Linked DNA regions of Mus musculus: regions 1, 2 and 3 are each linked to region 4. A link is a contact called in public promoter capture Hi-C data. All regions are on one chromosome and are shown on one strand. Each heading gives the region's core, a stretch centred on a gene start, on an enhancer-like site or on the middle of the called end of the contact. The rest is flanking DNA. Distances are from core to core; before and after follow the strand shown.

Region 1 (7,119 bases), core at 4,278-6,777, 2.1 Mb before region 4:
ACCCACCCTTGCTACACAGTAGCTCCCATTTGCTGAAGCCCTTTTGTAGATTCACACTTTGGGAGGAAGGAATTGAGACAGGATCTCTGTAGCTCTGACTGTCTTAGAACTTGATACAACAGGGTGCCCTTGAACTTCCTGAGGTCAGCCTGCCTCTTCTTCTCAAGTGCTGGGATTAAAGGCCTATGTCACTATGCCTGGCTCCTTGTTCTTTTGAGACAGGGTCTCACTATGTAACTCTGTCCTCGAACTTGCTATGTTGATCAGGCCTGCCCATACCTTTCCAATGCAGAGACTAAAGGTGTGTGCCACCACTTTGAACTTCATCATTTCTATTAGTATTTTAAAACCTAATTAAAACTCAGAATTTCCATATCTTTTTGTACAGGAAGGAGAGGTTCTGCAACTCCTCTCCCCTCCCCCAAACAATTCCCAATTAACCAAGGGCTTTGTCCATCTCATCTAGAGGGACCCAGGGTCCTCACTGGCCCAGCTGGGACTATTCCACTGCCCCAGAACCCCAGGGGGGCCTGACAACACCCATGGACAGTAAGAGCTCGCCTCCCCTTGGCCATCCTTTCCTGCATCTCCCAGGCCCCGGTCTCCCCTGGATCTTTCTCCTGAAACTCTGTGTTTGGCCTACTCCTTCTGGCTCTCCCCAAAAGTGCTCCAACACTCCCCCCAAATTCCCCTTGGTGTGCTGGCTTTGCCACAGCACGGCTTCTGTACTGGCATTCCCAGGAGGAGCTGTGGTGTCAGGGAGCAAAAGCTTGGGACTATGGGAAAGTGGCAGGGAGGAGGGATGGATAGAGCAACTCCTAAAACTTCCTTGTGTCCCCACTACCACCAGCTCCAGCACGGAAGCTGCCACCAAAAAGAGCAGAGGGAGACATTAAGCCATACTCTTCCAGTGACAGAGAATGTAAGGAACTTGAGGGTGGCTGGGGGGCAGGGTGGTCAGGGGAGGGTAGCTGGGCATAAGGACCCAGGGAAAGTGGTTAAGGGAAGGTAGTAACCAAGGGACAGTAATGAAAGGCTACAGTTGCTTTCTGCCTAATCTTTATTTATTTTTGTTTGTTTTGTTTTTCGAGACAGGGTTTGTGTAGTCCTGGCTGTCCTGGAACTCACTCTGTAGACCAGGCTGGCCTCGAACTCAGAAATCCGCCTGCCTCTGCCTCCCGAGTGCTGGGATTAAAGGCGTGCGCCACCACCGTCCGACCTGCCTAATCTTTATTACTGTGTCTCTTTTCCCTTTCTTCTCTCTCTTACTCTCTTTGTTCCTCCTCTTCCCAGTCCTGAAGGTAGCTGTGGAGCCTCCTTGGCCCCTGAACAGGGCCCCTCGGCGTGCCACACCTCCAGCCCACCCACCTCCACGTTCTAGCAGCCTGGGCAACTCACCGGATCGGGGTCCCCTTCGGCCCTTTGTTCCAGAGCAGGAGCTGCTTCGCTCCCTGCGTCTCTGTCCCCCACACCCTACTGCACGCCTTCTGCTGGCCACTGACCCTGGAGGCAGCCCAGCCCAGCGCAGACGCACCAGGTAATAAAGCCTGCAAGTTTGGGAGCCTCTGGATGTGATGAAGTTAGCAGTGGTAAAGAATAAGGTGAATCTCCAACCAACGTGAAATAATGAAATCTTTACCAAAACAAATTTCTGCAGCACTGGTCTGGAAAGATTGAAGGAGCTGGGGGTGGGGTGGGGGTGGGGGCTTTATATGGAGCCATGGACCAGAGTTATATTTCGAGGGTCATTGGAAGAGTAGGAAGATTTAGAGATCCATTGGTGGGGGCTTTGAATCTTTCAAGACTCTAGGAATGTTGGTTAACATTGCTGGGGATAGGCATGTGTCTCACAGATTGGGAGCCAGTAGGTTCCAGGGCCACGGCATGTATGCCAGGAGCCCTTCCAGGCAGGCAAGGAGTGGGTGTCTCCTTTATTTCTCCTCTTAGCTTCCTCTTCACCTCTGACTTCTCTGTTTTTCTCTCTCCCCTGCCTTCCCTCTCCCCTTCTCCTGTCCATAACATCCCCCTACAGCTCCCTTCCCCGATCTGATGAGAGTCGATACTGACAGGAAACTTGGGAGGGCAGATACACTCCCTCCTGCAACTTGCAACCCACTCTTCCATCAAGATTTTTTCTTCCTCTTTCTTGAACAACTGGGTTGCCAGGGTTCTAACTAGCCTAACACTTTGTAGCTTTTCTTACCACAGAAGACACCCCTGTACTCCCAACCTGTGCTATGAATACTCTCCCACAGACAGGCTGTTCTGTTCCCAGATCTCTTGGGCTAAATGGCTCCTACTGACTCCCTAGAGAAGCACACTCTGCTTACGGTCAGACTCCAGACCACCAGAGGTCCAAGGGCCTCCTCTGCCAGGGAAACCTTTAAGGAGTGTCCTGCCAATGGATTAATTCCCTTCACAGTGCCCACTAGTAGCTCTAATCCTGCATCCTCCTGCCAAACCTGCCCTTTTAGTCTGATAACTCCATCCCCTGAGCAAGCTCTGCTTCAGAGCAGTTCTTGCTGGTAGGACCAGGGTGTGGCTTCCCAACCGGGTCCTCCCAATATTGCCAAACTCTTACTTTCCAAGTGTTATGTAGATATGTCAGACTAATGTTGCTCTGGGGGTCTCTGCAGGAGACACACAGACTCCACCACTTTCTTCAGATAAGCTGTCTGTCTCTTGGCAGTAGAACCCAGGAAACAGTCTAGGACCATTTAGCTGTGTCTCTGATAAGCCTGGTCCATTAGATCCTGGAATCCCCCCGTCCTCCTTAGTAAATACACTTGTGAGATTGTCTTGAGATGAGATGGGGATCACCCTTGTGCTACCCCGACTTCTTTTTCCTTCATAGCAAGAGCTTCCTTCCCTGCTTCCATGCCCAGGGTGTAGAAGGACCCTTCTCCTGGCCCCCTATTCCCCCATTAGATCAGGTGCCTCAATGTGTCCCCTAAAGTCCTTGGGAGCAGGACCTCCCTCCTCCCTCCCTCCTTCCAGATTCCTTTTCCCTCTCAGTGTTGTCTCAATAAAGTGTGGGTTCTTCTGTGTTTTCTAAATTGACATTTTCAGCGAAAAACATCTTAAGGTTTCAGCTTCGTTTGTGCTTCATGCTCTTCCTGGGGTCTCAGTGCTCTTTGTCCCTCTTAGATTCAGCTCTGAGATCTGTAGCAGAGCTCAAAGCCTCCAGCCTCCTTCTGAGTCTCTGCCTTTCCCCATACTTACTGCTGGTTCTATTCTAGAGTTGCAGTAACTGTAGACCTCTCTACTAACTTGGAAGCCATAGGTCCCCTACCCCCAGTAACATATACCTCCTTCCCTGGCCAGCCTTGGTAAGATGTGGATTTGCTAGGAGCTTGGGCTCACTAGCCTCAGGACTGTTTCTGGATCCCTCTCCTACTCTTTGACCTCATCATGTCTGCACCACAAACCCCACAGTGCTCTCTGAAGACAAGTCCTGCCTAAGATCAAGAATCCTCACAGGGAGCCCGATGGTGGTGGTGGCGCACACCTTTAATCCCAGCACTTGGGAGGCAGAGGCAGGCGGATTTCTAAATTCAAGGCCAGCCTGGTCTACAGAGTGAATTCCAGGACAACCAAGGACTATACAGAGAAACCCTGTCTCGAAAATCCAAAAAAAAAAGAAAGAATTCTCACAGGGTACTGGGCATGGTGGCACAAGCCTTTAATCCCAGCCCTTGGGAGGCAGAGGTAGGCGGATCCTGGTAAGAGTTTGAAGCCAGCCTACATAGCAAGTTGCAGTCCAGCCAAGGCTACAGAGTGAAAGCCTGTCAATAATAATAATAATAATAATAATAATAATAGTCCAACAGGGTCAACCATCTCTAAAAACTACCCTTTCTTCCTTGCTACTGTGGCCTGAAAGTTCTTTTATTTATTTGCTTATTTATTTATTTTTAAAGATTTATTTATTGTTATATGTAAGTACACTGTAGCTGTCCTCAGACACACCAGAAGAGGGCATCAGATCTCATTACAGATGTTTGTGAGCCACCATGTGGTTGCTGGGATTTGAACTCAGGACCTTCAGAAGAGCAGTCGGTGCTCTTAACCGCTCGCTGAGCTATCTCGCCAGCCCCGAGTTCTTATATTTAAAAGAATCATTTTAAGGGAGTTCACACATTCAGGCACCATGGTTCAGCAAGCTCCTTCCTGCATGCCCAAGTGTTTTTGACATAATTAGATCACATCACACACCATCCCAGTTAGAGCAAAGCAACAGTGCAGGATGGTACAGGAAATCTTGAAGTATAAAATAAGCCCTCCCCTACCTTTGCTAGAAGTCTTAGACAAGAATCCTTTAGGGAGGTAGCTGCCCATCGTCTTTGTTCCCACGCTATCCCTCCTTTCTCCTCTGACCCCTCCATGCCACCTTTTCATCCTGAGCCTCTTCCCCTTCATCTCCCGTTTCTTCTACAGGGGGACTCCCTGGGGGCTGGTAGCCCAAAGCTGCCACTACAGCCGCCATGGGGGATTCAATACCTCATTCCTGGGTACAGGTAAGTAGCCACTTTTTCTTATTCTCCAACCAAATAGGTCACACACACATACGACTACAGTCTCCCTAGATGCCTGGTATTTCCACAGGCAACCAAGAACGGAAGCAGGGGGAACAGGAAGCGGAGGATAGGTGAGGTCTACACCTCCCCCTTAACAGCTGCCAGCACCTTCTGACACTGCCTAACACTACTCCTCCTGCTTCCTCCTAAGTCTGTGTGAACTGGATACCAGTTTCCCCCACACATCTTTCTACCTAACGTCGTATAAGCCTTCTTCCTTGTGGCTTGAATTCTGGTGTTTTTCCCCTCTGTCGTGCTCTGAGTACTTAAGTTTGGACACCGTGGTAACTGTCCCAGCCTTAAAACCCAACAGGTGTCTGTACATTACCCTGCACCCACAACCTTGAAGAATTGTCTCAGCGTAATTCCCCGTTAGCAGCTCTAACACACGCTTCATCTCCCTGCCCACCAGGTCGGCCAGTGAGGATCGGGTCTTGTTACTGGATGGGTCTGGGGAGGAGCCTACACAGACAGGTGCTCCAAGGGCCCAGGCGCCACCCCCCCAGTCCTGGACGGTGGGTGGGGACATAATGAACGCCAGGGTCATTCGAAACCTGCAGGAACGCCGCAGCACCAGGCCTTGGTAACCATGGCCAAAGCTTAGTCCTCAGTATGGATGCATTCATTCACTCATTCATTCAACAGGCCTGTCAGCCTCAGATCCTTTGTATCGTTATTTTTAACCAGAGCAATAAAAGTATTTATTTGTTATCACTATAGCTACCGACAAAAAGTGACTTGTCATTATTCAAATTCACATGCCCCTCAGTCTCTCTCCTGAAACTATATTCAGTCCTACCTCCCCTCATTTTGCTAGGCCTGACAAGAGGCTGCGCAGGCGCCCTGGGAGCGCCCCGGCCCGCTGTGCGCAAGCGCACTCCCGCGTAGCGGCGCCTGGGCTGCTGCGGGCCCGCTGTGCGCAGGCGCACGGTCTCTCCGTTTTCCTCCCTTAGCCCCGGCCCCCCCCTCCCTCCTTTCCCCTTCACGAAGCCGGCTCCGGGGCGCGCTGCCCGGCGAGGAGACGGAGACGGGACGCGGGAGGCGCCCGTTCACTCCCGGAACACCATGTACCGTCCGAGCCCGGGGGCCGCCCGGCGCCTCGGGCCCTGCCTCCGCGCCTACCAGGCGCGACCCCAGGTGAGGAGGGGCGGGCGGAGACCCTCCTCAGAGCCGGCCGAGGGGCGGGGCGCCGGGCCGCGCAGGCGCAGAGGCCCCCGCCGCCCCTGACCACCCGTGTGCTGCACGTGTGAGGGGCGCGGGGCCCGCTAGGGCCGGCGTTCCCGGTGAGGTCCGGGGAGCGGCTATCCCGGGTGGCCCCGGTCCCCGCCGTTCTTACCTGTGCCTGGAGGTGACTTGAAGGGCAGGGCAGAGAGGCCGGAACTGCGGGCCTGTGGTGCACCTGCAGAACGGTCCTGCCCGAAAGGCTGGCCGCTGCACCGGGTCGGGCTCCGGGGGACGGCGGGAGCACGGCCACGCCCCCGGCGACGGGGAAGGCTCCCAGAGGGCTCGGCCAGGCCCCATGGACCCCCTGCCCCTGGGGTTCCTGGGCGCCAAGGGACTTGGAATCAGGCTTGACCTCGGGTGACCTGCCATCCTTGCAGTAGCAGCGTTAGTGACCGAGTTCACCCTTCAGCAATCGGCCCGATTGTCATTTAATGGTGCAGAAAATGATAATATAGAATATATATGTAATATATAATGATAATAGCTTCCGTTTATGTACTACTTTATGGGTGACGAAGTTTATACATTCATCATCCTGTTATATAGGCCTCTCCTCTATTTACTGGAAACTGAGGTGCAGGCAGAGTGCCCAGAGGTTCCAACAGAGTCAACTCAGAACTATTCACACCTTCACTTGGATGTTCTTTGCCCTGCACAGCTCTATTTCAGAATCCTGATACATGTTATATATAGATCGCATCATTTCTCCCATGGAGCAGTAAACCAGGATAATGATGGAATCATAGGTGTTCTTTCTAAAGTTGGGGACGGTGGCCCTGGTGCTGTTGTCCTCCTGCGCTCTTTCCTCATGTCTCCCTTTCCTCTGGTAAACTCTCTTCTGCAGGTAGGACTTGAAGCTTCTGATCAGCCCAGCTGGGGTGGAGGAGCATGAGCTGATTTCTTGTTCCTTTGTTTGGTTTTGTTTTTTAAAACTAGGTCTGTGTAGCCCTGGCTGGCCTGGAATCCATGGTAGCCCCTACACCACCATGCTTAGATGTCTGATTTTTTTCTTTTTGTTCTCTTTTCCCTAGGACCAGCTCTCTCCTCGACCTCTACCATTCCCCCCGCTCTGGCCCCACTCCACTCCACCGACTTCTCCATCTTTTCCTCCTCACCGGTCACTACCACCCTCACATCCTCCTACCCACCATCTTCCCCAGGCTCCTCCACCACCTCTCTCTCAGGCCCAGGCTCTCAACTCATTGAGTATGGTTCTTCCTCCGAGAAAGAGGGAGAAGGGACCAGGACCGGAACTACACAGTGGTTGCCTGGATGGGCTTAGGAGCCTTTTTGAGGGACCGCCTTGCCCCTATCCTGG
Region 2 (7,566 bases), core at 2,510-5,009, 2.3 Mb after region 4:
ATATTTCTCCAAAGAAAACACACAAATGTCAAATCCATGAAAAGATGTTCACCATCACTAAGCACTAGAAAATGCAATTTATACAGTAAATTGTTATCTCACATACAAGGACAATTTAAAAACCAACCACACAGAAAACTGATGCTGTAAGTGGAGCTCAGGGATAGAGTGCTTGTCTGTTTACAAAGCTCTGGTCTCTTGCCACAAAACAACCAAACACTCAAATCCCAGGATGTGGAGAATCTGGAAACCCTGAGTAGAGCAGTGCTATTGTGGAAAAACAGGACAATGGTTCTTTAACCAACATGGTGTGGACATCTACTCCTGAGACTGTGTCAAACGCCCGGAAAGCAGAGCCCAAATACTCGCACACTCATTCATGTTCATGACCACATTACCCATGATAGCCAAAAGGCAGGCAGAACCAAAATTCCAGCAATGGTAGATGAACAAAATGGAGGGCATACACAGGATGGAACTTTATTAGGCTTAAAAATATGGAAATGCAGACCCAAGGTAAAATATGAATGCAACTTAGCTAAATGAAATGAGTCAATCACACAAAAGTAATTATTCCACTTATATGGGATACCTAAAATTGACCCCTTCAGACATACAGGAAGTAAACTGTGGTTGCTGGCAAGAAAATGAAGGGGCGTTTGATGTTTAAAAAGACAGCTCCCAGCTGTCCGTGCGGATGGTGATGTGTAGGAAGAACGAGCACAGAAGTCTCATGTCCATGGCTAACAAAAGGGAAGGCGGCAAAAGTGAGGACTGAGAGAACATGAGGTAGAGACAACATGGTGACTACAAAGGGAGCCCACTGGACACCTGTCGTCTTATCCCAGTGAGCACACACACAGAGTCACCAGAGAAGGCTTACCTCTATCAGAAGGTGGGCCTTCAGGTGACAGGATTGCCCTGAACAGAAATTATGTTATATACACAGAGCACTGACAACCCATGCTAACCAGTTTACCCTCAGACGGGAAGAAGGGCCTTGTGACTTTACCCATCAGGATGGCCACGCTCTATCACTCCAGAGAAAGGCCCAAGATGATAAAATCATCTGGAGCAGGGATATTTGGAATGACAGGGCTTTGTAAAGCAAGAGTTCCGTCAGTGAACTGCATCCCCTACCTCATGGTTTTCAAGATTCTGTAAATGTTCCCCCCCCCCGCCACCTCCCTGAAAATCCTTGGAGTAAGAAGCTACGCCATCCGCTTCCCATGATGCTGTTCCAAGAACCACAGAACATCAGAGACACAATTCCCAACCACAGGCCACACTGCCTGCCTTCTGGGGGGAACTTCCTAAACAATAGCTCAACAGCAGGGGCTGTAGCAGTTGAGGTACCTGGCATACCCTCAGTAATGTAACACGAAGCAGCCTTTGTGGCCAGGCCTTTGTCTGCTTTGCACCAAATGACTGTCCAGTCCACTTTGTTCATCCTACCAATCCTACCACATACAACATACTTTCACTCTAGACAAGATGGAAACTTTCACTCTAGACAAGAACTCCCTGTGTTTCAGCACAGCTAACTGTAAGACAGCCTAACCCACCAAAGGCTGTGGCTAACTTCTCTTACCCTCAACCACTGTTAGACCACACCACATCAGGACATCAAGCTCTCCTGACTGTTGTACTTCTTGAATTCCTTGTCACCTCTGCCAACAAAAAATTTGCCAGGTCATGAAGAGGGCCCTGAACATCCATTCATCCATATTCCTACCAAAGACAGCTGAATGTACATGGGTTTCTAAAAAGGACAGAAACTGACAAAAACAAAAAGGAAGCATCTTCAGCGAGGAAGGCAATCAGATCAGATGAGCAAAACCAGTGTGAGGCATGTCCACAAAGCATTTAAGTTGTCACAGAAACCTCACCACACTCCCAAAGGACTTGGAAAGCTCTGCTCAGCCCGGCTGCACAGGGAGCTAATCCGGGGCTCCGATGAGACACTTTGGCCCAATACTTTTTTTAAGACAGGGTTCTCTATGTAGCCATGACTATCTTGATTGAACTCTATAGCCCAGACTAAAGAGGTCCACCTGCCTCTGCCTCCTGAGTGCTGGAATTAGGAGCGTGCCACCACCACCTCGCTAGATCAGATATTTTTGAGAGCTATTCCAACATGACTGGTACTCTTTTTGACCCTGGGAAAGTTTCAGCTCCTGGATCCACACTTCGAACTTTGGCAAATCTCTTTTCCTCTCAACAGTTCTGGTTTTAACTGTGCAGGGCCAAAGTGAAGCTTGTAACTGAATGTTACTACTCCTACAGTGACTTTGTTTCCACAATTCACAATCAGGACCTCCTAAAGTTAGGATACAAGGCCACAGAAACGTTACCAAATGTAAACTGCCGCCCCCTGAATCACAGAGCTGGTTGGGGGCGGGGGGGGGGGGGGGAACCGAGCTATCTTCCCAGCCATCCTTGTTCTATCCTAAAGCACAGGGGTCTCTCTTAAGGAGCATCAACTCCTGGTGCCCTGGTGGCCAAAGTTCTCCAGGAAGAACCTTAAGCTTCAACGGTACCTCACACAATGGTGGATCTAAGACTCAGCGCGCTATTGCCAACGGGATGGCCCGCACAGGCTGGGAGGGTTTAGGGACTCTTGCCTGCCTCACCTGGACACCGAATGAGCAACAAAAAGCGTGCTAGCAACGCGTTCCCGCCTCAGTCAAATCCTTCCCTGGAGTGTTTAGGGAAAGCTCATTTTTCTAGTGCTATGACAGGAGGCCTGCTTAGAGGCGTGTTCTTCCATCCTTTAGTGGAAATCACCCACATCTTTAAAAAAAATAAAATAAAACAAAAACAAGTCACTTCTGGAAGAGGCTTCCCTGTCGAGCCGACACCCACGTCTCAACTATCCAGAATCCCTGATGTGTGCTCAATCTTGGCCCCCGTGGCCCGCGCGCTCCCGGCTGGCGCGGTGGGACCGACCGCGCAGGCTACGGCCTCCGGAGCCTGGAGCCGCGACGTCGCCGGGCTCGGTGCTCCTAGCCGCACCGCTTCCCTTCTCAGATACACACGGAGCAGGCACAGCGGACCAAGCGCTCCTCGAGAAGCTCTCCCCGACGGGCCGTGGACACGCGCGACACGCTGTCACCATCCGCGGACTCCCCCGGGAAGCCCCACACCGGCTCCGGCCGCCCCTCTGGGCTGCCGACCCCGCCGCCATCTTCCTGCCGCGCCGCCCCCGGGCCTCGGCCCTCGGCCCTCAGCCCGCCGCCGCGCGCCCCCGCCGGCCCGCGCGCCCCCGCAGCCGCGAGCTGCACTCCGTGAGCGACGGTTAGGCGCGCGCTTCGAGCGGGCCCAGCGCGGAGGCCCTGCCGCCTTCGAGAAATTTCCGCGCCCCTGAACCCACACAGGAAAACAAGCCGGGCGCGCCCCCGCGCCGCGGCCTCAGCGCCCCCTCCCCCCATCGGCGCACCCCTCCCCCCGCCCCCGCCCCCGCCCCGGGCGCGGGTCAAGTGCGGCCCGGGGCACCGCCCGCCCGACCGCCCGCCTGGCCCGCGGCGGAAGAGGCAGCGGCGGAGGCGGCGGCAGCGGCGGCCTCGGCCGGTGTGATTGATAGGGACGGCGGCAGCGAGAGCGGCGGCGGCGGCGGCGGCGGAGCGGTTGAGTGACAGCTTACCTGGGTGCCAATCTTCATCACACTGACAAGCGGCTGCAGCAATCGGGACCCGCAGTGCCGCGCCCGCGTCCAACCGTCACGCCGACGCCGGGCCACGCGACACAGCCTCGCTCAATGGGAGGAGGGCGACGCCGATGCGCGCCGCATCAATATTCACCGCGGGGGCGGGGCCTGCCGACCCCGGGCCCCGCCCCCGCCCAGCGCGACGGCGGGCGGGGGGCGGGGCGGGTGGGGCGGGGGCGAGGCAGGGGGCGGGGGAGGGCCCAAGCGGGGCGGGGCAGAGGCCGGTCCCGCCCCGCTGCGCGCACTCAGCCAGGCCCCACCCAGCGGCCCAGCCCGGGCGCCAGTAGCAGCCTGCCCCGCCCCAGAGGCAGAGCTTATGTTTCATGACCACGCCGTGGGGCGTGGCCCAGAGAGCTATAGACCACGCCTCCTCTGCGCACTCGTCTGCTCCCTCCCTTCGGATAAAGGTTTGTGGAACTGGGTGGAACCATCTGCAGCTCAGGCGGGGAGTACGGGCTGTACCATCAGAGGACCTTCGCGATTCTGGGCCTCCCGGCTCTAGCCCTTCGTTCTGAGCGGCGCCTCGCAATCAAGGTTCTGGAGCTGGGGTAGGCGCGAGGAGGTAGGCGTTCATCTTTAAAGACCGAAGGACTGAGCGCTTGAGATGTTTGCCCTGGGATCTAACCATGGATGCAGTCTCCTGACTGACCGTGAAGTGACTGCGGTCTGACATCTGGTCCGTTAGGACTCCAGGCCAAAAAAAAAAAAAAAAAAAAAAAAAAAAAAAAGAAAGAAAAAGAAAGAAAGAGACCTTTCCTTAGGAGGACTGGACAGTGTTGTCTCTAGTTGAAGCTCTGCCTAACCAGATCATCTGCAGCAGCGTACCCCGGGCCCCGTGGCTTCACTGATCGAAGTAAAAGACAGAGCGAAAGAGGCCCTCAATTTGCCTGGCTTGTCTAGGCAACAGTTTTATGCAGTGGCCGCCTGAGTGTGTGATCGGTGCTTCTCATCCGTACACAGATTAAAGCGGTTCTGATGACCCCACACTCCTCAGGAGGAGCCTTGTACCCCAGGACTGTTGGCTGGAAGGGGCCTGAGGAAGCCGCAGCATGTGTTTGGTAGGACACCCTCCTGTGTCCTCAAGGCTCCACAGACACCCCAAGGCATCACTCTCTTTGTAGCTACAGTTCGGTTCACCACAGAACCCACGTGGAAGGAGAAAACCAACTACCAACACATGTGTGGTATGCACACACATTTGTCCACATACAATAGCAACAACAATATTAAAATTTGAAAAACTGGGTTTGGGAGCTGAAGATATGGCTCAGCTGATAAGAGTGCTTACCTAGCATACACAAAACCCTAGGTGGGATCCCCAACACACATTAAACCTTACCAGGTTTAATATGGTGACATATGCCTGTTATCTCAGCACTTGGGTAGTCGAAGCACAAAGATCAGAAGGTCAAATTCATTCTTATCTACCTTTTGAGGTCCTAGCCAATATGGAATACATAGGGACCTTGCCTCAAAGAACAAAGTTATTAAGCATTGCAGGGATTAGCCGGGCGTGGTGGCGCACGCCTTTAATCCCAGCACTCGGGAGGCAGAGGCAGGCAGATTTCTGAGTTCGAGGTCAGCCTGGTCTACAAAGTGATCTCCAGGACAGCCAGGGCTATACAGAGAAACCCTGTCTCGAAAAAACAAAAAACAAAACAAAACAAAAAAAAAAAATTGCAGGGATTAACCAAAGAGAGTATCCTGTTTTGCTTTCCATTGCTGTGTTAAAACCCCGACCAAAACAACCTGGGAAAGGCTTATTTGGTTTTTATTTCCACATCATGGCCTGTCACCAAGGGATGTTAAGGCAGGAACTGAAGCTGGGCTGTTACTCCTCTCCATGGTTTGATCATCGTAATTTCTATACAACTGTGGATCACCTGCCCAGGGTTGTCAACACCCACAATGGTTGGGTCATTAGATCACCATACCATAGGTCCCAGGAATCCTTTGCTTCCTGTGTGAGACCACACAGGACCTCCTCCTCCTAGGGCTGAGATCCAGATGGCTTCTAAGGAAAGAATATTATACATTTAACGCTATTTACCATTCGTTCTGTGTCTTTTTTTAAAGATATTATTTATTTGTCTTATATATAAGACAAGTACACTGTAGCTGTCTTCAGACACAACAGAAGAGGGCATCTGATCCCATTACAGATGGTTGTGAGCCACCATGTGGTTGCTGGGAATTGAACCAGGACCTCTGGAAGAACAGTCAGTGCTCTTAACTGCTGAGCCATTTCTCCAGCCCCCCATTCTGTGTCTTTACAATGCCCTTTAAAGCTTCACTTTTAGGGGTGGGAGAAGTGTCTCTGGGGTTAAAAGCATTATTATTCTTCCAGAGGACCGGAATTTGGTTTCCACCACCAATGTCAGGTAACAAACCACCTGTCACACCAGCTCCAAGGGATCCTACATCACTCTCTGTCATCTGTGGGTCCATACACACAGAAACACATGTACACATACACATAAATAAAAATAAATTATTTTGGATGGCTGGAGAGCTGGCTCAGCACTTTAGAGCACTGACTGCTCGCCCAAAGGTCCTGAGTTCAAATCCCAGCCACCACATGGTGGCTCACAGCCATCTGTAATGGGATCCAATGTACTTGTCTAGTGTGTGTCTGAAAGACAGCTACAGTGTACTCATATAAATACAATAAACAAATCCTTAAGACAATAAATAATTTTAAAAGCTCCTTCACCACTTTCCTAAGGGCCATGTTTCAGAGCATGAGTGAGAAGCCACACACACAGCAACCGTATGCAGAAATTCAAGAGTAGAACTCGCTGAGCAGTGGTGGCACACGATTTTAATCCCAGCATTTGAGAGGCAGAGGCAGGCAGATTTCTGAGTTCGAGGCCAGCCTGGTCTACAAAGTGAGTGCCAGGACAGCCAGGGCTACACAGAAAAACCCTGTCTAAAAAAACCAAAAAAAGAAAAAAGTAGAATCTGTTCCCATTTTTAAAAGGAATGATCTTGGAACTTGCAACCTGCTTTTCCCACTCTTTAGGAAGCACCTGGACATGACCTCACTTTGGAACCTAAAACTTTATCAGATTTTATTTACCCTGATTTTATCCCAACTGTCATTGACAGCAAAGAGGATTTTAGTCCTCTTGAGTATAGGTGCTTGTGGTGGACACATGTCCGCAGGTATAACAGAGGGAGGGAGGGACCAGTTAGTCACCCACACTGTGTGTAGATCAGCCACACTGGACAGTAAGAAAGATAATTGACTGGGATGGAGGCCAGACAGGTGGTAGTGTGTTCCATGCAAAACCCACAGAAGGGTAGAGTGACAAAGGCGGCAACTTGAAGGACTGAGCTTCCGCTCTGGTTTGCAGGGGACCTCACAGAAAAAGAAAGACATGGTAGCCCCTGACCACTAGGACTTCAGTGTGCATATCAGCCCAGTAAGTATCAGATGGACACAGGCCATTCCATGTCGGGTAGAGGAGGACCTTGGGTATCCTTAAGGGATCTGGGGGTCTGGAAGGAGGGTGATGATGAATGTGTGGGGTACTCAGCTACTCAAGAGGCTGAGTCTGGCCGGACGTGGTGGCGCACACCTTTAATCCCAGCACTCAGGAGGCAGAGGCAGGCAGATTTCTGAGTTCGAGGCCAGCCTGGACTATACAGAGAAACCCTGTCTTGAAAAAATAAAAGAGGCTGAGTCTGTGAGTCTGGAGGATTGGGAGTTCAGAGCCAGCCGGAGTGATTTTAGCAAGACACATCTACCTCTATCCCTCGTATCAAAATCAACCTGCTAAGCTTGGGTGTTGCCTATCTGTAATCCTAGCACTTGGTGTTGGGGACAGGAAGGTGAGAGGTCAAGAACATCCTTCCAA
Region 3 (6,845 bases), core at 3,539-6,038, 2.0 Mb before region 4:
GTATGGGCTTTGAGAAACAATGGTATGTGAAATATACTGTTTCTGGGCCTGGAAAGATGGCTCATCTGTTAAGAGCACTGATTACTCTTCCAGAGGTTTTGAGTTCAATTCCTAGCAACTACACGGTTCACAGACATGCGTAATGGGATCTGATGGGTCAGATATTACACACACACAGGAAAACTAGTGATGATCAAACTTAGGGTCTTGTACATGTTCTAGTTTTTAAAAGCCCATCTACCACTCCCTAATTGATTTCATAATCCTCTATTGAGTATTGTGTTGTATCAGGCATAATAGCCAAACGAGACAGGGAAGTAATAACTCCAAAAATTGATTTGCTCAGAATAACACAGCATGTAAATAGAAATGAGTCACAAAGCCCCCAGTTTATACACTCTCATCAGCATACTTCAGCTTGAAGTGCAAAGAACCAGAGAAGCTAACATATAAAGAGGGGTTTATATGTTAAACAGTTTTAACACATTAGGTTGACTGATTCATTTGTTCTTGAGAAGAACCCTGTAAAAGTATGGTTGTTCTTTTTTTTTTTTTTTTCCCAGATGAGAAACGTCAACATAGATGGGTTAAGGACCGTCTCTAAATCACTCCTAGCGTTTTCTCGTGGCTGCTAAGTTCACAGAATTAAAGTAGCTCCTTGGCAAGACCCTTTCTGTCTTTGTTTGCTTGTTTTCGAGACAGGGTTTCTCTGTGTAGCCCTGGTTGTCCTGGAACTCACTCTGTAGACCACCAGGCTGGCCTCCAACTCAGAAATCTGCCTGCCTCTGCATCCCCAGAGCTGGGATTAAAGGCGTGCCCCACCACGCCCGCCCGGCCCCCTTTCTGTCTTTGACATCTCTTTCCAGATCAGTACGGGTGGAACTGTATCTACATCCCCACCTCCCCTACTCGGGTCCGTCCTATTTACTCTGCAGGAATTATGCACACCTGGTACCGGTCAGTATTTGGGCATGCATCCTCAAAATGAATCCTGCTCTCATGGTAACTACATAGCCGGCGTTACTAACAGACAAACTAGAGACAGAAATTCAAAACTGCATGGGTGGATTTTACCTATAAAGATGTCACACACGGGGAAAACGCTGAAAGGAAAAGTAGTGTACCCCAAGAAGTAAACTCCGTCCTGCCAACCCAGCAGACGCCTACGACCCTTTGCTCCAAGTGAAGGGCAACCATCTTTGGTACCTACGCTGGAGTTCGTTCCCTCGTGGCCTAAGGTTTCCGTGTCACCAAACCTACACCCGGGCCAGGGCGCCAAGCAAGGATTAGCATAAAAAAACCTAAAACCGCAACCCAAATTACCTCAGCCCAGTGACACCTAGGGCACGCCCCTCCCGCCCTCAGGAGGAATCAAAGATGGTAACCCGGGCGCGGGCTGCCGAACTCACCGACTGAATCCGCGCGCGCGCGCCACCAGTAACGGCCGCTACCAGGTGGCGGGAGTGCGAATCCCGGAAGAGAGTCGGTGGGCTGATTGGCTCCTGGAACTGTCTTTTACTGCTGGAAGCGCGCCGATTGATTCAAGTCGGAAGCCCCGCCCCTGCCTCACCTCCTCACAGCTCAAATGTGCGGCTACCGGCGGGAAACAGGCTGAAGAAAACGCTAATCAGGAGGGTGTGGCCTGAGAATCCCGCACCGTGATTGGGTAGTGCCCTAGGCCAACCCTCCGTCGCTACGTCATCCACGGACTACTTCCCGCGCAGATTTCCAAACGCCTACCAGAGAGTCTGGCGCCAGTTACCGGCGGCGGCTAGAAGGGCTCTATCATAGAAGTCATTCCAAGGCCAGAGCGCCCTTCTCGGTCATCCCAGAAATGGCGCCAGCTGACTCACGAGAAATGGGGGGTTGCAGGCAGCAGTCGTGGCTGGAGGCTGCAGATTGGAAAACACCCTGTAGGCGTGGCACTTTAGAACTCCCTATTGCAGAGGGATTTTATTTCCGTTTGATTTGGACTGTTTACTTGCTTTTCTTCCACATCTATGTATGTACGTATTAATGTATAAAATGACGGACTTTTTTTTTTTTTTTTTTTTTTTGGTTTTTCGAGACAGGGTTTCTCTGTATAGCCCTGGCTGTCCTGGAACTCACTTTGTAGACCAGGCTGGCCTCGAACTCAGAAATCCGCCTGCCACTGCCTCCCGAGTGCTGGAATTAAAGGCGTGTGCCACCACGCCTGGCCAATGACGGACATTTTGAGGTCATCTTCCTAAATGGAAGATCCTAAATACAGCAAGCTGTTTTGCTAAAACCTCAAAGTCTGTCGTCGTCTTTCAAAAGAGGAGAAAAGTATAATAAAATAATTTATTTCATTATAATAAAACATGAAGGTATTCCAGGAAAGTGGCTTGTATAGTTCTTTCCCGTTGGTTTTTTCAATATGTCCATAATAAATCGCCAGACGTTTGAAGCTTTAAGTTGGATGACTTATCCGTGTTCCTAAAGTAAATGAGACAAATTCAAGTAGCACGAAATAATCAATAATCGCTTTCATTGTTGGCATAACCAAAATTGAAATATTTTTAATGAATAAAGGAGTATTGATGTAACTTAAATGTTCTTTGTTGTTGTTGTTGTTGTTTTGGTTTTTTGTTTTTCGAGACAGGGTTTCTCTGTGTAGCCCTGGCTGTCCTGGAACTCACTATGTAGACCAGGCTGGCCTCGAACTCAGAAATCTGCCTGCCTCTGCCTCCCAAGTGCTGGGATTAAAGGTGTACACCACCACTACCCGGTTAAATGTTCTTTTATTTAAAAGATGACTTGAGCTGTATGTTGATTGCATGTCTTTGATTCATTTTCTTTAAGCCAAAGAAGGGTCTCACTATGTGCCTCCGCTAACCTCGAACTAACTAACTTAGCAGGTCAGCCTTGAACTCACAGGGATCCTCCTTCCTTTCACTGGTACAACACGATTATATTCTAGATACTGCTTACTACATTCTAGATACTGCTTACATTCTAGATACTGCTTACTAGACCCTTCCCTTTGTTGTTGTTGTTTCTCTTTTTAAAAGAGGTTTTTATGTGTATTGGTAGTTTGCTTGCATGTATGTCTGTGTACTACTACTATGGGTGACAGAAATTGAACCTGTTCTGAGAAGGGCAAATTCTCTTAATTGCTGAGCCATCTCTCTAGCCCCACGTATGTTGTGTTTCCAAGACAGGCTCTCATTTTGTAGACTAGGTTAGCCTCCAAAGTGCAATGATCCTTCTGTCTCAATATCCGTATTTCTTGGGAGTTTGGGCAGGCACAATCTAATTTTTCCTTTCTATTTGTTCATTTAGAGACTGAAGCTAAAGCTTGTACCTCAAGCTGTCTAGGTAGCCTCTAGGTAGCCGGTGTTGACCTTGAACTTCCCTTGCCTTCTAGTCAGAATTCGGGGACTAATCATGTGAACCACTCTTGCTCTAATTAATCATTTTGTATCCCTTTAAAGCTTTGAGGATACTTAGTAATTTTCGAAACCCTGGAAAGAGAACATTAAGGCCTCTAACTTGAGCCCATTCAATCAACTCCCTTCTTCCTGCTCAGTTCCAGCACATTGCCACAGACTCACCTAATGAATAAAATCATTTAACTGGAAAAACAAACAAATCCCCTTGCTTCAAGCAAGTGTCTGAGAGAGGGAGGCACTGTCTAAAGACTGACATTCTCTTAGTCTGTCCACCCTACAGCCTGTCCTGACAGGATGACCAGAATGTCTTCAGCGTCGTCTGAAAGGCCCAAATCCCACGCAGATTTTACATACACCTTCTGTCTTAGGCAGGATTTCCATTCCTGCACAACCAAGAAGCAAGTTGGGGAGGAAAGGGTTTATTCAGCTCACACTTCCACATTGCTATTCATCACTGAATGAAGTCAGGACTGGAACTCAAGCAGGTCAGAAAGCAGGAGCTGATGCAGAGGCCATGGAGGGATGTTCTTTACTGGTTTGCTCAGCTTGCTCTCTTATAGAACCAAGACTACCAGCCCAGAGATGGCCCCACCCACAATGGGCCCTTCCCCCTTGATCACTAATTGAGAAAATGCCTTACAGTTGGATCTCATGGAGGCATTTCCCCAACTGAAGCTCCTTTCTCGGTGATAACTCCAGTCTGTGTCAAGTTGACACATAAAACCAGCCAGTACACCTTCATTCTTTTGGGACATCAGCTCCATGCAGTTTTCACCACGATCTTTGCAATTTTGTTTCTCTTTTGAAAATCCTTGAGACAACTCCCTTGGAAACAGAAGGGTAATTCTTTCTTCTGGAGGGATGCGAGGGAGCTGTGCCTTACTGAAATTCCTGTCTTGGGATCACAAAGAACTAGATACTGTGTATCAGGGAAGGACAACATAGTTCTCAGGATTTTCCGCTGAGCTATGCAGTCTGGCTTTTCTAGACCTACTGCGGTGGGCAGCTGGCAGGGCGTGTCCAACACACCTTCCAACTCTGGCACCTCAGATCTCCTAATTACTACATTTCTCCAAACCTCTTTTAGTACAAAATCCTCTCTCAGAATAGAAAATAGGAATCTCGTGTGAGGACATTTTTCATGAAAAAATAAAATCACACACACACAAGATAACCCCAATTCCTCATACAGTACCCACCCATTCCTAACTTCTTTTTGCAGCGTGGACAACAATAGAGAACTACAACTCCCAAAAAAGACTGCGCTCGCCACTGGCTCAGAAACCAATGGCCGCCTGGCACGTGATCGGTTGGTCTAATCAGCGACTGGTTGGGTAGGCTTTGTCTAAGACCCGGGGCGCCCGCCTATCTCCCGCCCCCGGCCGCGCGAACGCGAGCCCCGCCCTGCGCGCCTTCCCTCCTGCGCTCGCCGGCCTCTTCTGCCTCTTAGAACCTTCCTGCGGTCGTGCTTGCATCTCGCTGCTGCAGCCTCCCGGGCTCCGGTCCATCCTTTCAGTCTGAGACCGGCCCAGAAGAAAAAAACCCCAAAAACCTTAATTTTCTTTCTTGTTCGGTACCTACATTGGAACCATCAAAAACAATTATTTCAGTAAACCGTAGCCATGAGGGAAATCGTGCACATCCAGGCCGGACAGTGTGGCAACCAGATCGGTGCTAAGGTAAGGACTTTAAAATTTTAGCTGAAATATGTAAAGATGAGAATTCTGTGTTAATTGTGAGCATTGTTCACGGAGTTCTTGCATTCTCCACCCGTCAGATTTGGCCCCTCAAAGTTTTTCACGTATAAATATAACCCATATTTGTAGCTAGCGTTCTGATATTGAAAAATGAGGAAATGTTTTTCTTGGCACATTTTCGGAAAGCTAATAAAAGAGCCTTTCGAGTTTAGGGAAAAGGAGAGGCTGAGGGACTGTGAAGAGCTGGTCTTAAAAGGGGTTTTCTAACGGTTCGAGGACTGGAGGGATGCGGAAACGATCCGAGACAAAGCCGAGGCGAGGTTTTCCCCTTGCGCCACCCCCACCCAGCCTGGAGGGCTCTACTGGAACAGAATGGAGGGGGGAAGGGGCGAGGTTTGGCGGGCAGCTGCAGAGGTGCCCGGTGCGCATTACCTCTCAACAAAGGCTTGGACACTCCATCGAACCCGCCATCCCAATGCTTTTTTTAGGTAATGACTCTGTATAGGGGCCTACTTTTACTTTTCATTGCCCTTTAGGGTGTGAGCGGTATGAAAGTGAGCTTTTCAAATATGTGAGACTGTCTGGGAGACTAAGGAGAGGGAAGGAAGGGAATAAAGATAGGCAATGGGGCTTTTTAAAGATTTTTCCCCCTTTTTTGCTAGCAATTAACAATGTAGCGGGGGAGGGGAGGGAGGAAGTGCGGCCGCTAAATTGTAGCCGAAGGGTGGGACCCTTTGGGGGCGGGGTTGGAGCCCCTGGCGCGCAGGGACAATGCGGCCCCTACCCGCGGGGGCGCACTGGCCCCGCCCCTCGAGCTAGGCCCCGCCCGCGCTGCTCCCGCCTTTGTGGTTTGCTGGAGGAGCGGCCCGCCACCGCAGTCACGTGGAGCACGTAAGGGGTGGGCGACTGCAGTGGCCGCACCTTTCTCCCCCAACTCTTTTGTGCTGGCCTGGAAGGGCGGTTCCTGGCTTCAGGAGCCAACCTGGGTGCAAAGCCAAATAGGTGGGCTCCAATCCGCCCACATAGAGGTTTATAGCGCCTGACCCACCCATCACCGGTCCTATGCCGAAAGGTTTTAGCCTTCCATCGCGTAGGTTCCTCCATGGGACTTCCGCAAGCAGATAACGGAATTGCAGTGTCTTCACCTCAGCCTCGTTTCAGCGTGTCTGGAATTGAAATGAGGGGCGGGAGGCATGCCTTAGGACTTGAGACATTGAGGCCTCGTTGCTCTTCCCTGTGCAGTTCTGGGAGGTGATAAGCGATGAACATGGCATCGACCCCACCGGTACCTACCACGGTGACAGCGACCTGCAGCTGGACCGAATCTCTGTGTACTATAATGAAGCCACAGGTGAGGGCAGAAATCCCCACTTAACATTTATTCCCTGTCCCCTGTATTGGACAGTGAGCCCAGATGAATGCATCACTGGCTGCCCTGGAACTCCCATAGATCGTCTACCTCTCAAGTGCTGGGTTTAAGGAGAGCATCACCACGCCCTGTTTTTCCACACTTCTAAGTATCTATTACCCCTCTGCATGGTTCCCATTTTTTTTTCCCTAGACTCACACCCTAAGGGACTAAAGATTAGCTCTACTGCCACCAGGTGGTAGTGCCTGGAATGACAACTTTAGTGCTTTGTGGCTGATCTCCCACCCAGAGGTAATGCATTGCTGATCCGTCAAACATTGACTTGAATTCCTGCAGGTGGCAAGTATGTCCCTCGAGCTATCTTGG
Region 4 (6,980 bases), core at 664-3,163:
GTGTAGTTCACTTGATAAAGGCATCCCTTGCACTACGTAAACCTAGTATACTGCTATATACGTATACTGCTATATACGTATAGTGGTATCTACTGCTGAAATCCCAGCGCTTTGAAGACAGAAGCAGGATCATGAGTGTAAGGCCATACTGCAGCTACACGACAATTTTGAGACCAGACTGGGCACTGTTTCAGATATTTCCCTCCCTTGGCGTCTGCTGGGTTTTCACACAGGGGCTCATTCTGAACTCAGCAAAGTGAGGTGGAGTCTCTGAGTGCTAAAGCCACCAACCCCACAAAGCAAGAACACTCGTTTGTATTGGCATCCAAAAGCCTGAGGACAAGGCAAAGACTCATCAGTATATAAATGTGATCAAAACTGACTTTAAGCAATGACTTGGCCTACATGGGCCTCATCCTCCCCCTTCAGTAGCTTGAGAACATAGCATTTCATGTGGGTGGTCACAATGAAGACTGCAAAGCTACCCAAGAGACCAACAAATAATACAACCTATCTCCTAACTATTCCAAGACAACCCAATGAAGTTAAAAGTTAAATTTTTGCTTTCACAGCCTGACAAGAAAGATCTCTGCTCAATTCTCCAAGGAAAGTTCAAGAGAACAGCAAATTTAGGGTTGTTTTTTCACGTTTGTTTATTAGACAGGGGTTAACCTGGAACCCATCATGTAGATCAGGCAGGCCTTGAACTCAGAACTCAGCCTGCCTGTTTCCCGAGTGCTGGGATTAAAGACTGTACCACTATGGCCAGCCTTGGGTTTGGTGGAAGAATGTCAGGATGAAGGCAGCAAGCACGGCCTGCTCACCGCTTGGCGATCTCCTGGTAGCGCAGCTGTAGCTTCGCCTGCAGGTCTTGCTGTGGGAGGAGAGAAGAAGTCAGAAACTAGGGAACCCCAGGATAGGGTTAGCGAACAGAAGTAGCCAGTTAGGGTAAGTTTACAAGTCATGCATATGAAGAAAGGCAAGGGCATGGCTTACAAAACTTTAAGGCTAAGTTTCCAGCCTTTCCAAGATCTAACCTAAAAAGCCTTCCTTTTAAAGAAAATCTCCTCTGTATATGGGTCAATATACTAAACGTGCTTACCCTAACATTATGGGAATTCTCACCCAAACAGTTGCTTACTAAGCTCCAGTGCTAGATATACCTCCTTTCTTGGACCCTAAATTATCTCTCCTCTTATCCATCTCCAACCTCCCAGGAGCTGCAGAGATCTACAGCTTCCCTGACCTCTTTGTTTTCTTCCAAAATCTAAAAACTGGTCCTCAGCCTTCCAAAAACAGGGGCACAAGATTCCAAGCTGATAGCCGGGCGTGGTGGCGCATGCCTTTAATCCTAGTCGGGAGGCAGAGGCAGGCGGATTTATGAGTTCAAGGCCAGCCTGGTCTACAAAGTGAGTTCCAGGACAGCCAGGGCTACACAGAGAAACCCTGTCTCGAAAAAGAAAAACAAAAACAAAAACAAACAAACAAACAAAGATTCCAAGCTGATACGGGGGATGAGGAAACACCTGGTCTCACGTGGGAGACAAATGAGGCGAAGAGAGAAAGGGATAGGAAGAGGGGCGGGGCGGGGGGGAGCTAAAGCCAGGCAATCTAAGGCCAAGGAAATCCCAGTAACCCGGCCAAAAACATTTAGGACCTTGAGTCTGACTACTGGAGTCACAAATTCAGGGATCCTGGATTATCCACTGAACTAAGGAGATGTTAAGGGGGATAGGATTCAAGGGCGTACAGAACCCAAATCCTTCCCGGCCCGGATCGGAACAGCACACGCACCCCAGACGCCCAGTTCCGCAGCTTTTGGATAACGCGAGTAGCGGACGCCATATTCCTTCCGCTCCGAAGGACGCTGGTGACGACTCTGTCCCGAGGATTCCTGGGTACCGCGTGCGGTCTCGCGAGAGCGAAAGTGAGGCGTGGTCAGAGCCGACTATAAAAGGCATCCCCTGCTCACGTGACTCCTCTCCGCCAGATCGCCGCCATCATGGACACGAGTCGCGTGCAGCCCATCAAGCTGGCTAGGGTGAGGCGACTGCGGGTGTTTAGAAACCTGAATAAAGAGAGAAGAAAGCTGAACATGTCGAGCCTAACTTTCCCTTATTTCCTGTAGGTAACCAAAGTGCTGGGCAGGACCGGTTCGCAGGGACAGTGCACGCAGGTGAGTGATGGGAACATTCGGACCACTTCCTGGGGTCGGAGCGGAGTCCTCCCGAGTACCAGGATTATAACTGGATTTGGTGACGTTTAATTCTAGTAGCTAGGTTCAGGGAGGATATGACTTTGTAAGAAACGCGGATACCGTAGTAAGACTGCCTTTGAAAGCTTTGGTGGTTTTTTGTTGGGGGGGGGGGGGTGTTCTAGACAGGGTTTCTCTGTGTAACCCTGGCTGTCCTCGAACTGAGAAATCCGCCTGCCTCTGCTTCCCAAGTGCTGAGATTAAAGGCGCGGGCTACCACTGCCCAGCTAAAAGATTTGGTTTTTAAAGAGGTGGAGTTGGCGGGACCTGTGTGTCAGTAGTAGACTTGCTTACCATACAAAGAACCCGAAAAAACTTGAGTACTGAACTCAAAGCTAGTAATTAAAGATGTCTAAGGAAGTTCACTTGGAGTTCCAGTCAAGCTTAGGCTACAAAATGATCCAGTACCGAAAAAACCTGGGCCACTGTTGATAGTGTGCTTGCCTCGGTCCACCACATAGAACAAGAACGGTAGGGCATCTCACCTACTCCAGGAGACAGACAAGCCTAGGCTAAAGATGCCCTGACCGTTCGTTCCCCTGGCTTATACCCAGGTCTCCCATCACAGCTAATTAAGAAACTAAGGTAGGGGGACCCGTAGATCAGGGCCAGCCTGAAGTAAGTTGGAGGCACCCAGATAAAATTGTAAGTGGGGAGGGTGTTGTAATTCCAGAAGGATCACAGGATTTCAAGGTCAGATCAGGCTACAGAGACCCTATCATGTGAGTGATTCAATGCCTTTGGTCTGGCAAATGAGACCTTAAGAGTAACAAATGCTTGTAACTGCTGAACCATCTGACCTGACCAGCCCCTGTCCCAGGCTCTGGTCCATATTACCTTTCCACCCCACTAGTAAGTAGCAGCATTTAACTCTTGTATTGGGCTTGTAGGTGCGAGTGGAATTCATGGATGACACCAGCCGCTCTATCATCCGAAATGTCAAAGGCCCCGTTCGAGAGGGTGACGTGCTCACCCTATTGGAGTCAGAAAGAGAAGCTCGAAGGTTGCGTTAATCTTGCAGCTGGTGGGTAAGTGGCAACCCTTGGGAGGGACTTGTTAGGAGGTAAGAAAGGCACTCTATCTAATGCTTGGGTCTGTTTACAGGGTTCTGGATATCCACTACTTAGCCCACGGAATGATCTGCAACTGTTAAATAAAGCATTTATATTAATTCTTGTCTAGAAATTGGTTTTTCCAGCAGCGTCTTGGCTTTATAAAAACTCCAGTGACCATGCACTCTGCTTTGAAAGCCCCCCTCCCCATAGGTGTTTGTTCCTACTGCTTCCATCCACACAATACGAACTTAGTAGAAATACTTTTATTAGGATGTTTCATGAAGTGAGTTGAGGGATATGGCATTACCCAGGCTTTGCCTCACTCTTTCCCCTCAGCATCCTAACAAGCTAGAGGGAGCATCTTCTCAAGGTGCCCTGCTGTGATTCAGACAGCAGAGAGAGTCTAGATGTAGTTAGCAGCTCACAGAGGTAGAGGTTCCTCATTTGTCATTGCATTCCTTTGCAGTGGGAGACCCTGTGGAAGACTGTCCCTAGAACAAAGAAAAGGGGTCCTATAGGCAAAAGGCTAGTTTCAGACACCCACTGGGGGGCAGTGCAGTAGAAGGATGGAAGAAATAAGAAACAATCTTCCAAGCTTCCTAGGTTGAATCCATGTTAGATACCTACCCTAGCTTGGTTGGTAAATAACTGGGATCAGTGATGCAGGAGACCCAGCACTTGCTCATCCCCATTTGAGTCTTGCATGAAATAACTGACCTGTTTGGCAGTTTCTCCATCTTTGGTCTTCTGAAGGTGCTTAACATCTTTGTTTCTTGGGGACCACACTTACCTGGTGGTTTGATGTCAGGTGGGCATGGAGCAGTGCAGCCACCTCATCCTGTTCAGCCTCCAGTGCAATGGCCAGGGCACTTGTGCCCTCCTGAGAAGTAATAGGACATTGGTCCCTGGGCTACAGAGGCAACCACCACCACTACTCCAGGCCCTTGCTAGTGGCTCACATTGTCTAAGATGGTTAGGTCACAACCTGGCTGGGCCAACAACAATTGAACTGTATCAAGGCGTCCATACTCGCTGGCACACATCAGTGCTGTGGCCCCATCAGCATCCTGTACATTGACATCAGCCCCGCATTCTAGCAAGGCAGCTACCATGTCCTGGTGGCCATGGCTGATGGCCAGCATGAGGGCTGTCTGTCCAGTCTGGGAAAAGAGAAAAGGAGGTCTCGAGTATTTTAAAAGTAGAAAGGGACACCACCTTACCCACCCATCAGGACTGGAGTGTCCATTGCACCTGGCTAGCCTTGGCATTGACATCACCCATACTGAAAAGTCTCTGGGCCACAGCCATGTCTTCCTCCTCTTGTCCTACAGAAGTGAGTGCAGCCAACATGAGGGCAGAGTAGCCAGCTCTATTCTGGTGATTCACATCACAGACCCCTGGGAAGAAGAAAGGTTAGTCACTTCATGTAAGCCTCAAATGCACTGATTTGTTGGGGGGGGGCAGTGTTGGGTCTCCAAATCACAGATGGTGGGTAGGCATCTTTTATCCCAAGCTGACCACAGACAATGACAACCAATGAACTTGTACTGCTTCCAGCTCCCCAGCACTGAGACTGCTGGGTAAGAACTCTCCCAGTTGACAGGACTACATCCCTTGTCCCTCAGCCAATTGCATTCTTGTGCATACATGGTGTGGCTATGTGTAAGAACTAAATACAGAGATTAGAGAGACCTGAGTGTTCCCTACCTAGGTTGGCAGCCAGTAAGGTCCTGTAGCCTCTACTACTCATAGCCCCAGAAATAAACCACTGGCTTACATGTACTCTGAAAATGCTAAGTGTTCTTTCCTGTGTCTGTCCCTCTTTAAAAATAAGATTTGCTAATTATTTCTCCTCAGGTCCACTCATACATGCTTTAAGAACAAGGACACAGACTTAAACACTGGAGAATTTGCCAGATATGTAATTCCAGCACTTAAAATATTGGCCAGCCTGAGCTATATAGTTCCAGGCCTATACAGTGAGCCTTGTCTCAAAAAGTAAAGTAAAATTTAGTAATTTTTTTAAACTTGGCCAGGTGATGGTGGCACACACCTTTAATCCCAGCATTTAGGAGGAAGAGGCAGTTCAAATCCAGCCTAATCTACAGAGCACATTCTAGAGCAGCCAGGGCTGAGCAATTTGTAAGACTCAAAAAAAAAAAAAAAGTGCCATGCTGAGGTGAAGGTCCCAACAAAGAGAATAATGAAGTTAGTAACAGGTAAAGGTTAGTAATAGGTACCCTCTATGTTGTTTCATAAGCAAAACAATTATGAGTGGTCACTCAAGGATGGTGCTAGTATACACTAGATTTGATAGTTATGAATAGCCACCTGAGTGTATTTGCCTCAGTGGGGCAATAAGATGAGGCAGAGTTAGGCAGGAGGCAAGTAAACAGCTTGATGACAGTCAACCTTAACAGTGTGAGCAGCACCCGCCCCCCAGGGGATAGACAGTGGAGCCCAAAAACTCAGGAAACAGCAAGGCTTAGGTATATGCTTTTAATTCCAGCAGAGACAGGTGGATCTTTCGTGAGTTCCAGGCTAGCCGGAACTACAGACAGTGTCTCAGGAAAAAAAGGAAATGTCAAGGCCTAGAGATAATATACCCAGGGAGGAAGGTGCTAAATTGAGGTCTCTGGTCTCAAAGCTGATTGTTATTGGGGCTGGGGAGCTAGCTCAGAACAGCTGAAGATATAATAATATCAAAAGGCCTCTACATCCCTGTAATTTCAGTATTTGGAAGGCAGAAGCAACATGGTCACAGATTTGAGGCCAGGCAGGGGCTAGATATCAAGGCATAAGGCCTTGATGGGTTATGTCTGGTACGCCTTATGTCTGGGTGCACAGAGGGGTTAGAACTACTGCAAGCTTGAGGACCACACTTGGATCCCAGCACATACATAGAAAGTTGAGCACCATTTGCAACTCCAAGGCTGGGGAGATGGAAACAGATGGGATTTGCTGGTCAAACAGCTCTAGGTTCAATAGGAAGTTCAGCTTCAGAAAACAAAGTAGGGAGTCAGAAGAAAACACCCAGTGCTGACTTTGGCCAAGTGAACAGCCACCAAGAATAACTTAAGAGAGGCTCAATGGGACCCTCTGCTACTCATCTGTGCCCCTCAGTGATCCAACCTTCACCTGCCTTAGCCCTCTTCTCCACAACTCTGACCTGTATCCAGTAGCAGGCTGGAAATGGCGAGATTCCCATGAGACACGCTGTAATGCAGAGCTGTGTTTCCATTGCCATCAGCCAGGTTCACCACATAAGCCAGCAGCTCAGGCCCCAGGCTTTTCACCCCTCGAAGAACCCCAGCCACAGACTCTGCCTGAGAGCGTTTTTGGCTGGACACTCGAAACCATTCCTGGGCCACAAGGCGTGCTGCATTCTGGCAGGACCAGGACAAAGAATTAATCAATGGTGAGAAAAAAAATGGGAGAGGCCAAAAAATAGTGTGTGTGTGCATAAGACATGTTTGGTGACCCTAGGGAGGCCAATGCTTTCTAAGTAGGGTGTCAAGAAACCAGGTGGAGCCGGTCGTGGTGGCGCAGGCCTTTAATCCCAGCACTTGGGAGGCAGAGGCAGGCGGATTTCTCAGTTCGAGGCCAGCCAGGGCTACACAGAGAAACCCTGTCTCAAAAAAACAAAAAAAGAAAAGAAACCAGGTGGAGAG

What was found. Promoter capture Hi-C pulls out the DNA fragments that hold promoters and counts their contacts.
Region 1: a contact with region 4 is called in a promoter capture Hi-C map of liver, with 2.3 times the contacts expected there. The contact joins the promoter of 2310061I04Rik here to the promoter of Rps28 in region 4. A contact is called at or near these places in 2 of 39 promoter capture datasets (both in liver).
Region 2: a contact with region 4 is called in a promoter capture Hi-C map of pre-B cells, with 4 times the contacts expected there. The contact joins the promoter of Pknox1 here to the promoter of Rps28 in region 4. A contact is called at or near these places in 2 of 39 promoter capture datasets (hippocampal neurons and pre-B cells).
Region 3: a promoter capture Hi-C map of liver shows a contact between it and region 4, with 2.5 times the contacts expected there. The contact joins the promoter of Tubb5 here to the promoter of Rps28 in region 4. A contact is called at or near these places in 2 of 39 promoter capture datasets (liver and pre-B cells).

What each region holds. Positions count from the first base shown.
Region 1 is chr17:35,895,786-35,902,904 of GRCm38.p6, reverse strand. 2310061I04Rik (RIKEN cDNA 2310061I04 gene) reads left to right here and starts at 5,527. Exons shown (of 6, transcript NM_001033630.1): 1 at 5,527-5,714; 2 at 6,833-7,119. The coding sequence starts at 5,643. It overlaps Atat1 (alpha tubulin acetyltransferase 1), which reads left to right. Exons shown (of 13, transcript NM_001142744.1): 9 at 851-922; 10 at 1,294-1,537; 11 at 4,438-4,517; 12 at 4,606-4,648; 13 at 4,990-5,310. The coding sequence ends at 5,164.
Region 2 is chr17:31,560,966-31,568,531 of GRCm38.p6, reverse strand. Pknox1 (Pbx/knotted 1 homeobox) reads right to left here and starts at 3,759. Exons shown (of 11, transcript NM_016670.3): 1 at 3,644-3,759.
Region 3 is chr17:35,836,244-35,843,088 of GRCm38.p6, reverse strand. It overlaps Tubb5 (tubulin, beta 5 class I), which reads left to right and starts at 4,788. Exons shown (of 4, transcript NM_011655.5): 1 at 4,788-5,092; 2 at 6,353-6,461; 3 at 6,816-6,845. The coding sequence starts at 5,036. Mdc1 (mediator of DNA damage checkpoint 1) reads right to left here and starts at 1,591. Exons shown (of 16, transcript NM_001010833.2): 1 at 1,410-1,591.
Region 4 is chr17:33,819,495-33,826,474 of GRCm38.p6, reverse strand. Rps28 (ribosomal protein S28) reads left to right here and starts at 1,913. Exons shown (of 4, transcript NM_001355384.1): 1 at 1,913-2,041; 2 at 2,129-2,176; 3 at 3,145-3,282; 4 at 3,359-3,439. The coding sequence starts at 2,003. The coding sequence ends at 3,267. Ndufa7 (NADH:ubiquinone oxidoreductase subunit A7) reads right to left here and starts at 1,903. Exons shown (of 4, transcript NM_023202.4): 1 at 1,795-1,903; 2 at 825-874. The coding sequence starts at 1,845. Kank3 (KN motif and ankyrin repeat domains 3) reads right to left here. Exons shown (of 11, transcript NM_030697.3): 7 at 6,479-6,695; 8 at 4,561-4,706; 9 at 4,269-4,469; 10 at 4,100-4,189; 11 at 3,558-3,800. The coding sequence ends at 3,750.